Regions from separate parts of the Mus musculus genome. Here regions 1, 2 and 4 are each linked to region 3. A link is a contact called in public Hi-C and HiChIP or PLAC-seq data. All regions are on one chromosome and are shown on one strand. Each heading gives the region's core, a stretch centred on a gene start, on an enhancer-like site or on the middle of the called end of the contact. The rest is flanking DNA. Distances are from core to core; before and after follow the strand shown. Region 1 overlaps Gm30974 (a long non-coding RNA gene). Region 2 has its middle 18 kb from the start of Gm30898. Region 3 overlaps Sulf1 (sulfatase 1). Region 4 has its middle 35 kb from the start of Gm30974.

Evidence for each region. A called contact is a pair of places that touch in the nucleus more often than the background predicts. HiChIP or PLAC-seq counts read pairs in DNA pulled down with a chosen protein or histone mark.
Region 1: a contact with region 3 is called in an H3K4me3 HiChIP or PLAC-seq map of craniofacial prominence, with 6 times the contacts expected there. The contact joins two enhancer-like sites. A contact is called at or near these places in 2 of 115 datasets of contacts at active chromatin or transcription factors (craniofacial prominence and embryonic stem cells) and 1 of 9 other capture datasets (embryonic stem cells).
Region 2: a contact with region 3 is called in a Hi-C map of uterus, with 4 times the contacts expected there. The contact joins two enhancer-like sites. A contact is called at or near these places in 8 of 484 Hi-C or Micro-C datasets (cerebral cortex, cortical neurons, tail fibroblasts and 2 more) and 1 of 9 other capture datasets (embryonic stem cells).
Region 4: an H3K27ac HiChIP or PLAC-seq map of embryonic stem cells shows a contact between it and region 3, with 10 times the contacts expected there. The contact joins two enhancer-like sites. A contact is called at or near these places in 6 of 484 Hi-C or Micro-C datasets (cerebral cortex, cortical neurons, embryonic stem cells and 1 more), 1 of 115 datasets of contacts at active chromatin or transcription factors (embryonic stem cells) and 1 of 9 other capture datasets (embryonic stem cells).

Annotation. Positions count from the first base shown.
Region 1 is chr1:12,054,555-12,057,254 of GRCm38.p6, forward strand. All of the region lies in intron 1 of Gm30974 (a long non-coding RNA gene), which reads right to left. Among named protein-coding and RNA genes, the nearest start is that of Gm30974, 5.1 kb to the right of the region's middle. Within about 2 kb of position 1,422, at least 18 of the 459 cell types and tissues checked have an H3K27ac peak or open chromatin away from gene starts, as enhancers often do. A contact at or near this core is called in craniofacial prominence, where this site is marked.
Region 2 is chr1:11,995,157-11,997,856 of GRCm38.p6, forward strand. No RefSeq gene overlaps it. Among named protein-coding and RNA genes, the nearest start is that of Gm30898, 18 kb to the left of the region's middle. Within about 2 kb of position 1,430, at least 10 of the 459 cell types and tissues checked have an H3K27ac peak or open chromatin away from gene starts, as enhancers often do. A contact at or near this core is called in uterus, where this site is marked.
Region 3 is chr1:12,834,917-12,837,616 of GRCm38.p6, forward strand. Sulf1 (sulfatase 1) reads left to right here. Exons shown (of 22, transcript NM_001198565.1): 13 at 1,197-1,413. Among named protein-coding and RNA genes, the nearest start is that of Sulf1, 140 kb to the left of the region's middle. Within about 2 kb of position 1,270, at least 78 of the 459 cell types and tissues checked have an H3K27ac peak or open chromatin away from gene starts, as enhancers often do. A contact at or near this core is called in craniofacial prominence, embryonic stem cells and uterus, where this site is marked.
Region 4 is chr1:12,024,721-12,027,420 of GRCm38.p6, forward strand. No RefSeq gene overlaps it. Among named protein-coding and RNA genes, the nearest start is that of Gm30974, 35 kb to the right of the region's middle. Within about 2 kb of position 1,276, at least 5 of the 459 cell types and tissues checked have an H3K27ac peak or open chromatin away from gene starts, as enhancers often do. A contact at or near this core is called in embryonic stem cells, where this site is marked.

The DNA.
Region 1 (2,700 bases), core at 172-2,671, 780 kb before region 3:
CCCAAATCCCAGAAGGAAAGAAATCTATGAGGTACAGTCTTCTTAGTTTTGTCCTATCCTTTTATCACAAAAGAGCCATCTCTGGATATACATTGCAAAAGTATCTAGATAACGTATACCTGAGTATGAAAAAGAGGAAAGAAACACCTTGTCTATCTAGTGAGATATTAGCAAATATATGTCAATCAATTGCAAATAAATAAATAAATAAACAAACAAACAAAACCAAAACCCTACCACCAACAACAAGTTATCCCTATTTTGCTGCATTGCTATTTTCTGTGGTGTAAATACTCTCATTGGTTTAAAATTGTCAAATGCAGCAAAAGCATGATTTGTGCAGGGAAAGCTAGCATATAATTGGCACTTTCCAGACTATTTCAGTTGAATTTGGTGTAGTCCAGCCTTTATTCCAGTTCCTGGCATAGGGTACTCTAGTATTCAATCAATGAAGGAGGGTAGGTAGATCAGTGAGAGCCTTTTCCCAGTTCTGCTGAAGCCACTGAGTCTCATTGGTATGGAAGCATGGCAGCCATCTATGCAGTTGTACATTTTGGTTTATATTCTTGTCTGGTCATCAAATTGTTGACATCAAAGTTGACATCAAATTGTGTAAACATTGGTCACATAATGAAAGACAGCCATGATCTTATAAATAAGTATAATTTAAGTATTTCAACTCATCCTCAAATAATTTGGCACATATTAATTAGTAGGAGGATGGGATACAGTTTCAAAGGAGAGAGGATCCATATGCTAACATGTTCCAGTGTTAGAACTTGTCTCTGACAAGTTGGAGAGGCTGCCATTCATACACAGGATACTATTTCCCCCTTTGTGGTTTTTATTAAGGACACAAATTTGTTATGAAACTCACTATGTAATAAAGCCCTAGTCCATTCGTTTAGTGCTACAAATCGCCTATGTATAAAGCACTTACTTTAATTTTTCCTTAATAAATATTAAGAAAAAATTAAGTCTTCCTTTTGAAAGTGTTCCCCTAATTATAAGGATGGTTATTTAAGTATGTTGATAATAAACTCTTATTTTCTGAAGCTGTCCTATACCCTTACTTGAAAATAAAAGTTAGACATTATTTTTTTTCCCCCTTCTTGGAGTAAAGCTGATTTTTTGAGGGAATTTCAAAACACCTCTTTGGCTACAAAGCTTTTGTTAACTTCTCTGCAATTAGATAATAGAAATCCCAACTATTCTTCCTTTCCCTTCTGGGCTCTTCACTTTTTAAATGCTCCCTGTAGGTGTTCATGTTCACTGGTATTTTCTTTCAACAATTCCTGTAAGTTATCCTTTCTTTGTGCCTAAGTAAGAGTTTGCAAAACTTTACCCCCTTATTCTCCCATTAAATACCGACAAGGAACAGTGGTGTGATGCATGCTAATAGGCAGGACCTCCCTGTGGGAATCTGTGCTAGAAGACTGGTTCACATTGAAGGCAGACAGTGCTGTTGACACTGGCTGTCAAAAAGGCTTCAGGTCTTTGAAAGGAAATCTTAATCTTCTTTATTCATGTGTGAACAGGTCCAGGCCCCCATCCCAGGACTCTTATGCATTGACTGTTTAAACTGCAGGTTGCTAGGCTTTGGGGGAGAGTCTGTTTGCCTGTGTCTAGTCCTCTGCAAATGGATGGGGACTGAAAATTAAAATCTGTCTGACACAGACCGGAGCTTTTCTGTCTCTGTTTGAAGAGACATGGCAACCTAGGAAGGAATGAAAAGGAATTTTATTGAACGCAAAACCACTCAATGTTTAAATGTTGGATGCAGGGACTGAATGGTAATTTGGGGTAATGGTGGATTGTTTATAGACAGTGGGATGGCTGTCAATCAAATCACAAAAGCAAAATTTGTGTCAGAGGAAGAAAAGTGCCTTTCTAAGTGACTGAAAGCTTGCTTCCTGTTAACATGCTCAACTCCACAAATGAAAGTTTTGTTTGTTTGTTTTCCAGAAGTTTGCAAGTACAAAACTTTCATAATAACAGAGACACCTTACTTACTTAGGTGGTACAATTTCAAGCTAAGTTACATCCAAACCTCATTTTATATGATTGCCTCTTGCATCACACCCCTGTGGCAGTGTTGCCTTTGTTTCCATGCTTTTTTATAACCAGGAAACCAAAAACATGAAGATTTAATCATCAACTGAAAAACATCAAAGGTGTATGACACAAAAGGCAATGTTTTTTAAATGCAACACAAAACCTCAAGATTTTATTTTGAGGACAATCTCTTTCAAAGAATCTGAATTATTTCAAGTTACTCTTTCAGATGAAGCGTTTCCATCACTGATAGTGTTCATACAAAATGGAAGAACATAAGCAGTGAGAAAATTGCGTTTCAAAATAAATCTCTACTCTTTTCCTAGATAAAACTTAAAGCATGAAGTAATAATATGTAATAATATGATAAATATACATGAATGCATACATGTAGTGAATGGTCTCTTCTGCTCCCTCATTTAGAATAAAAAAGTAAATTATGTTTTGAAAAATCATCAAACAGCTCTATATTCCAAAAGGTCTTTTAGTTTTCGAAGTATTTCTTAGATCTCTGTCTGCAGCAAGCGATTTTCTGTAAGTAGAGATGGTAGAAATCTTGCCCAGGAGAGATGTATATTGCTGGAGCTGGCTGGGGAGTTACTGCATATTTATTCTCTTTGTACAATTAAGTCTAGCTCCCTTTTG
Region 2 (2,700 bases), core at 180-2,679, 840 kb before region 3:
ATTCTGTTTGAGAATTGTGACCATAGAATGAGAGCATGGAGCAAGAAGGTCAATATCTATTACTCTTGACCTGCTCTGAGAACAAAAACACACTGTTCACAAGTTACAGTAAAGTTGCCAAGGGCAACATTGCAGTTTACAAAACAAATTCCTTTATCTACATCTTGCCCACATCCCAAAAAGGAAGTAAGGAACAGCAGACCATTGCCCTTTGCAAATACTCTTCTATGGTTAAGCTAACGTTCATTGAGTTTTATACGCATAGATGACCTCTGTATCTACAGATTCTAGGTGCATGGTTTCAATCAGTGCCCATCAAAACTGCTTGGAAGACAGTTGTACCTATCATGGTGATCCTTCCACCTTGTTGTTAGCTTCTAGGCAATACTGTATGGGCATCTGTTTATATTTACATATACTGGTAATAATTAATACTCTACAAATATTTAAAGAATATGGGACAATTATAGTTATTATATGCAAATTAGACACCATTTTATTTAAGAACCTAAGCCCCTTTAATTGTGGCACTCCAGAGTCATGCAGAGAGTCCTGCCACCCATCTTTCTGGTGACAAATGGATGGGTCCATTTATCTGTTAATACTTATACCAAACTTCCGTAACAATGTGAACATGGTTACATTTATTTTGTAGATGAGAATGGGTGTAGAGTCACTGAAGAAAATCTAACAGCTATGCTTTAACAATGGCTTAGATGTACCTCTGTTTCACATAGATTTCATAATCCAAATGATCAAAAGAAAGACAATCCACAGTTGGAAGAGTCTGAAGAAAGTGCCTCTTGGACTTGGCATCAGTATTTACTTTATTGAGAATATCTTATCAATTTCTGATACTCTGGCTTTTCTATGCCATGTTCTGAGCTCATTCACTAGTTCTGGCAGGAAGTCTCCCCCAGTGCTGCATTTGTTAGAAAATGTACGAGCCACTTGTGACAAAACTGAGTAGGCGAGGGATCTTGTACTCACCTTTGTGCTGAGACAAACTTATGAAGGTTTGTTATGTTCTCCACAGTGATAAAAACTCTTTCCTAAGAAAACAAGAGCTTCGAAGGCCGTTCATCTTCATGGGTAACCTCAGAAACAACTGCCTTATCTGATGAGCCAGACCCAGCTGCGCTATGCTTCAGCTGGAATCGATGCTCTGGCCACTCTATAATAATTAATTGAACACAATATCTGAGGCCTCAAACCCCCTGAACCTTCAATTCCCTTTATTACCCCAGTTTTATTGCTGCTAGAACAACTATGTCTATGTGCACTCCCACCCCCGACTGGGAGTGCTCTCACATAATTTAGCTCTCTCTCTTCCCAGAACTTCAAGTGCTGAAAACCAAAATGATCTTGTCTGGGACATGTGAATATATATGGCTCATGAGAAATCAACTGAGCTGGGAATAGCCACTCAGGCCATAACTTTAAATCCACTGTGGGCTAAGAAAAGCAAGGCTCCTTGGGGGAGTGAAGCTGCCTATGCTAAGAGAGCCAAAATTTTCCCCCAATTTCTGACTGTTATCCCAGAGAGTCCACTCTGTTCTCCTGTATTATGTTGTTGTGAGGAATGTGTGACAGTTCAGTTCAGTGCATCTCTGTGTCCTTGGGGTATTCTTGTTTCTCTGATGATTTCTTGGCTTTTCCAAGAAGTCAGATGTATATAATATCCAGAGCAGAATTCCATGGGAAATCTCTTCATGACCAGACTTGTGGGAAAGGTCAAGGCCAGATGGTATTAAAGAAATGATAATTCTTCTCACATGCCCTTTAAACAAGGCCAGATGCCGAGAAGCCCCCATGGAATAAGATTGTGTCTGGTCCTCTAAAATCTGGCTCATTGGAAATTCAGGTGTGTGTGTTATTGTGAGCATGTGTGTGTGTGTGTGTGTGTGTGTGTGTGTGTGTGTGTGTGTGAGTGATTTTGTCCATTGGTAAGCAAAATCCTTTGACACAGGAGTTCTTCTCTTAGGTATTGCCCACCACCAGCTAGTGAAAGTTTACACAATCTCTCTATGTGTGTGGGTTCTGCATGCTTAGATTCAACCAAAAGCAGCACATTGATAAATCTGAAGAAAGAAAAAAAATGCATCTGTAGTGTTATATTTTTATTGTTGTCATCATTCTCTAAGCGGTGCATTGTACCTATTAATATGGGGTTTGCATTGCATTGGGTATTAAATAACCCACAAGTACTTTTAAGAAATACACAGGGGGAGGTTCTCTGGCCAAATGCAAATGCTGTGCTACTCTGCATAAAAGACTTGCACACTCTCATATTCTAACATGCATTACTATAAAGGATATAAGAAAAGCACAGTGCCTCATGCCTGTAACTCCAGTACTTAAAAGCAAGGTAGCAAGACCCTAAGAGTTTGAAGCCAGCCTAACCTGTAATGTGAGACCCTATCTCAGAAAATAATTTTTAAAAACCCTAAAAATAGAACTTGCTAAGAGTCCCTAAACTAAAAACAAAATCAAGAAACGATGGAAATATATCAGAAATCAGAGCCAGCCAAAGGAGATTACACAGAGGGTAAGGCAGGCAGAGTTCCTAATGCAAGGCTTCTCTGCCATCTGCACGTGGAACTGGTGTTTATTATCTTCCTGGTACATCATGATTTGATCAGCTGGCAAACTCTACTGAGTTGATTATCAGAGTGGGGGGTTTTCCTACATAGGCAGACT
Region 3 (2,700 bases), core at 20-2,519:
ACTTACTCTGTAGACTGGTCTGGCCTTGAACTCAGAGATCCGCCTACCTCTACTTCCCAAGTGCTAGGATTAAAGTCCTTACCACCAAGACAGGACTTATCTGAAATTATGTGTGGCTCAGCCCGCATGGATATTTAGAGCATACGTATATTGTGCTGGTGTCAGCTTAGAAACCTATGCATTGAAATACACACAATAATAGCACACAGGCGACACTTGTATATGGGAGGGAGAAAAGGATACATTTAACAGTGCTAGTCCTTATCCAGGCTCACTCTGTTGTCTTGCTAACATAGCTTCAAATGAAGGCCAGGATTCTTCCTACTGACCAGTGAGTCCTTTAGGGCTTGTAAGAGAAAAACTGAAATGTAAAGAAGTTATTGGGCCTTTCGAATGGAGAGGGGCTTCTGAGAGGCCTCCCGGGGTGAAAAGACATTGTTGGAACCAGAACTGTGAACTTGCTGCATTCCCACAGCTGTGGACAAAACAGGAACTAGGAACCCCAATGCGACCCCCACTACCACCCCCGCAGAGCGCATTTTCTGGGAAGGTCGAATCAGTCTCCCTGGGACCCACCACATGCTGCGGGCGTGAAGAGTTTGTAGGAGAAGAAGGAAAATCAAAAGAAAACACGATGAGTTTGCCAATGTCTGGGATACCCAGAGTTGGCTTTGCCGGTAATGGCCTCAAATTAAATTCCTCTCCGTCTTGCTCCTCTGCCACTCTGCCCAGGCTCACTTTAGAAACCAAGAGGCAGAGAACAAAGCAGGCAAGTTTGTTTTTCCAGAACAAATGGGGCAGTTTGGGGTCCTGGTGGAAGCAGCGCTGACAGCTGGCTCCGTGTTGGGACACTAAGGGTTTTAACACGGTTCATTCAAGACTGTTTAGTCTGGGGGCGGAGGATTCATTTATCAGCGCCAGTGTCATCGAGGCAGTTCTGATTCCCAATGATTTGTCATCTGTATGTGCCTGCCACAAACGAAATAGAACTGAGCAGTTACTGCAGGGTCACTTAAAAGCCAGTCCCCTTTCATTTATGCTCCTTAATGGAATTAGCAGTGAGGGACGGGGCAGGGGTGGGGGAGGGGGGAGGTGATGATGGGGGACCGGACTGACGGACACCTAGCTACTGCTAGGGTGCTTTGTAAATAACAACTGGCTCAGCATCGCCAACTGCTTCCCGCTGGCTCTTGCAGAACTGGCAGTGCATCGAGGACACATCCGGCAAGCTCCGAATCCACAAGTGTAAGGGACCCAGCGACCTGCTCACGGTCCGTCAGAATGCACGCAACCTCTACTCTCGCGGATTGCATGACAAAGACAAAGAGTGCCATTGTAGGGACTCTGGCTATCGCTCGAGCAGAAGCCAGAGAAAGAATCAAAGGCAGTTCCTGAGGAACAAGGGAACACCAAGTAAGCTCAACCTTGTGACCCCCCCCAGCCCCCCCCCACACCCCACACACATACAGCGGCAGGAGGATCCCTTTTCAAGACAACCTCCCCCGTGATTCACACACAAATGAGATGTTCTCGGTGCCTAGATTTCAGGATAAAAGCAAAAATCATTGCTCAGTTTAAAGTAAGATAGCAAAGATCAGCTAGAAATTTTACTTTGCGAGCATTTTCACTTAGTATAGAATAAAAATCCACTTAGTAACTTCCTAGGGACCAGGGCATCCACACACGCAGCGGGTGTCCCTCGGGACCAGTGGGGGAGGGTTAGAGCCATCTGACTTTACCTTCATGGTAATGCTCTAATATGCCTGCCTTAACTTGATTTAAAAGTTAAATTTTAGGTATCAATCAGTTCATGTGTGTTTAACCTTAGAGGAAAGACATGAGCAGTTTTTAAACGCATATTTTTCATGTTTTAGACTGTATCTTTAAATGTTGTCAGACGCTTGTATCTTGTTGAGTGGCAGTATCAAATTAGTTGAACTCAGTACAGCATATCCTTACTGCCTACAGGTTTTTTGTTTCTTTTTTTTTTTTTTAGTAAAAACTCTCAGGTAACTGATTGATACAGACTACAGAAAACAGGAGGAACATCTACTGAAGAATGATAGTCTACTGCCACCTCGTGGCATATTAGAGAAGTGGCTCAAATCTGTGCACATTCTATGTCTGGAAACAAATAAGTTCTGTTTAATTGGACACAAAACACTTAAGAGACTCAGAGTTCCTTAAAGCGACATTTTTGTGCTGAACAGAATAGACTAGAGGGCCATGAATTCCTTATCTAGGTGGACTGGTCTTCACTGGTTCTTAAAGTGGTTTATAGCCAGTACACAGAGTTACGGGATTGTCTTTCCTCCTGGAAGGAAATTTCACACTTAAACCTCATAAGAAAAATCACAGCTAGAATTAATAAGGTTACAAGGCCCCCTGATACAAGCATCCCACTTAGCAGCAGGAACACTGTCCCCTGCCAGAAAGTTTTCAAACTGCATCCTACAACAGGAGCAGGTTTCCTCTTTTCCTGAGGTGATAGTGGTGCAAGTCGTCGTCTGTCATGGCAGCCACTACTGCACCTGGAAAGTAAGGGGTCCTATAGGGACCAAGCTCCCCTGTAGGAAGGCTGACAGTTGCGATTCCCTCGTCTCTGTGACTCTTCTTCGTGACTTAGGAAGCTGAAGACAAGATTCCAGAGAAGTGTGCTTGGCAAAGCCCAAGCATGAAAGCCGAGGTCAGAGCTTGTAC
Region 4 (2,700 bases), core at 26-2,525, 810 kb before region 3:
ACATTTTTTGGCTGATGTATCTATTTTTTCTCTCATGTCTTCAATGCCTAACATTCTCTATCTACTGTACTCTGCTGGTGAAGTTTGCCTCTGAAGTCACTGTTTGAGTTCTTAAACTTTTCATTTTTAGATTTCCCTCAGTTTTGATTTTCTTTATTGATCTCATTTCCATTTTTCAGGCTTAAACTGTTTCCTTCATTTTCTCCTGTAAGTTGTTTGTGTTTTTATTCATTTCTTTAAAAGATGTATTAATTTCTTTTTAAGGACACCGATCATATTTATAAAGGCTATTATCAGGACTTTTTCTTGTACTTTAGCCATAGTGGCATATTCAGGGCCTGCTGTGGTGGGATTGCTAGACTCTAGTGGAGACATATTATCTTGGCTGTTACTAAATGTGATTTAAAGGTTTTTAAGGTGATTTCCTAGGCATTTGAGTTTGAGAAGATTATAATTCTTGATGCTGATATCTAGTCTTGTCTTTGTTGGCTGGATATCTTGTTTGATTCATTTGCTCTCTCTGGTAATTAGGAGAATATGGTGACTGTGTGTTGCCTAGTAGGAAACTCTTTTGGGATTCTGATAGATGTGGCCACTGGAGGTTCCAAGAAAAATATATTCTAGATATTTGGAACTGACACTTAGGAACGGGGATGGACTAGGATGAGGGGCTGGGGGGGGGGCGTCCAATAAAGAATGAAAGCAGGGTGTTTCATCAGGACCTGCTTAGTCCCTTGGGAATGGGTGAGAGAATGAGGAGAGGCCACAGCATGTGTATAGTAATGATATTTTAAATAAATCCTGATGCAGGGTTACAACTGTCTCAACGGTTTATGTTTTCGATTGAAAGACACATACACAGCCTTTATATTTTGATATGCCTTAAAAGCACCACAATAGCTGGGCAACTGCCTAATGTCCATGCTGTTAAAATCTACCTCTCACCAGTAACTCCAAGTTACTACTTACCAATGTATATTTTCTATCTTGGCTTCTCTTGACCCAATTGAGCAACTGTCTGTGTAGCATTCCCTTTACATAGTAGCTTTGCTTCTCCCTCCTAAACTTTATTCTCCTCCCATAGCTGCCTCTATGTCTTTATCCTTCCCCTTGCTATGGTCCCAAACCCTGGAACCCTAAACCTATGTCTCTCCTCTTCAGCTATTAGCAGCTGGCATCTTTATTTACCAATCAGAATTAATTGGGACAGGTTCCCAGAAGCTACATTCAGACTTTCTCTTGCAAACAGTTTTAGAGGACCCAATTAGCATTAGAATACAAACAGCTACACAGGTGGTCTGCTACTGAGCTGGGAATGAGGCTAAGCCATTAGATGGAGAAATGGAGAGGAAGGTGAATATCTGCATTCCTCTACTTGATTTCCTAGTCTGAATGGCTTGTGGGTTTCTTCCTAGGGAGTCCCTGCTGGATCTGGGGGCTGGGATAGAGCAGTGAGTTCTGGGAAGGAAAGTTTGTAAGGGAAGATCTATGTGAGATACTGGAGGTGGGAGAAGGGACACAGGGGAGGTCTGCCACAGATGTGAGCATAAGACTGAGAGACTGGATTTGGAGGAAAGAAGGAACAAATGAAGATCTGCTGGGATGCTTTAATAATTATATATTAAACCATATTCTGAATTACCCTGTTATGAAGGTATGCAAATATATTGGCTTAATAAGGTAGAAATGTAATACTAAAAGTTATGAATATGACAACCTAAGAAAAAATTAATAACCAAATATGCTTATGTCAAAATAAAATTTTATCTCCCTAATTCAAACTAGTCATTTTTTAATTTTAAGCCTCATACAACATATATGATAAGGAGGAGACACCAGAAACAGGCTCAAACACTTTGCAGATATGAAGATCTTTTCAGAAGAGGGCTCTTTTAAAGTTGCAATGTTTCAAATAACTGGACACAATCCAGGAAACCTTTTAAACTAATCTACAAGCTCATAAAAAGATTTTTGCAGTAAACACATGTTCAGAAATTATACAGCTGATTAGCAAGCAGGTAAAGTACTTCCATATAGACTTTTATCTCCAGAGGGAATAAAGATGTAGTTCAAAGTCTAGAGAATTTTGTCAAAATCCAAAGAATACACACAATGTCTTGATTTCAAAATGTCCTGCTGCATGAAAACTGTTCCTGATACTTTATCTGCTGAAAGAGAACACCACACAATGCTTTAGTTATTTGTTTTGCCTCCATGACAGAGAGCATAAACACATTTAATTTGCCCATTAGAGACAATGCTTTGCTGGGAATGAAACAGACTGACTCTGAAGAGCCATTTCTGTTCATAACAGGATACCAGATGCCATGCACCAAATCCCAGCTCTCTCCTATGTATCACTATCGCTAGCCGAAGGAGAAAAAGTTGTTAGTCTCCTTTTGTTTGAAAAGAGACTAAGAATATTCTCAAATTCAGATGCCTAAATATGACCATAGAATATACATATTCACTTATTAAACAATGTTTTTGGCAACTCAAATAGAAAAATAACTTTGGTTATGGAATTTATCTTGTCTATTTCACCATTATTCAAGGTTACTATTGACACTTAGTTTTTGCTAATACAAAACTCACTGAGGACCATACTGTGGAGTATAAGGGAAAAATTTAAAGGTGACGATCCGATTAATAAGATATGTTCTATTTTGATTATAAACCTTAAACAGGAAGCTTACAGTA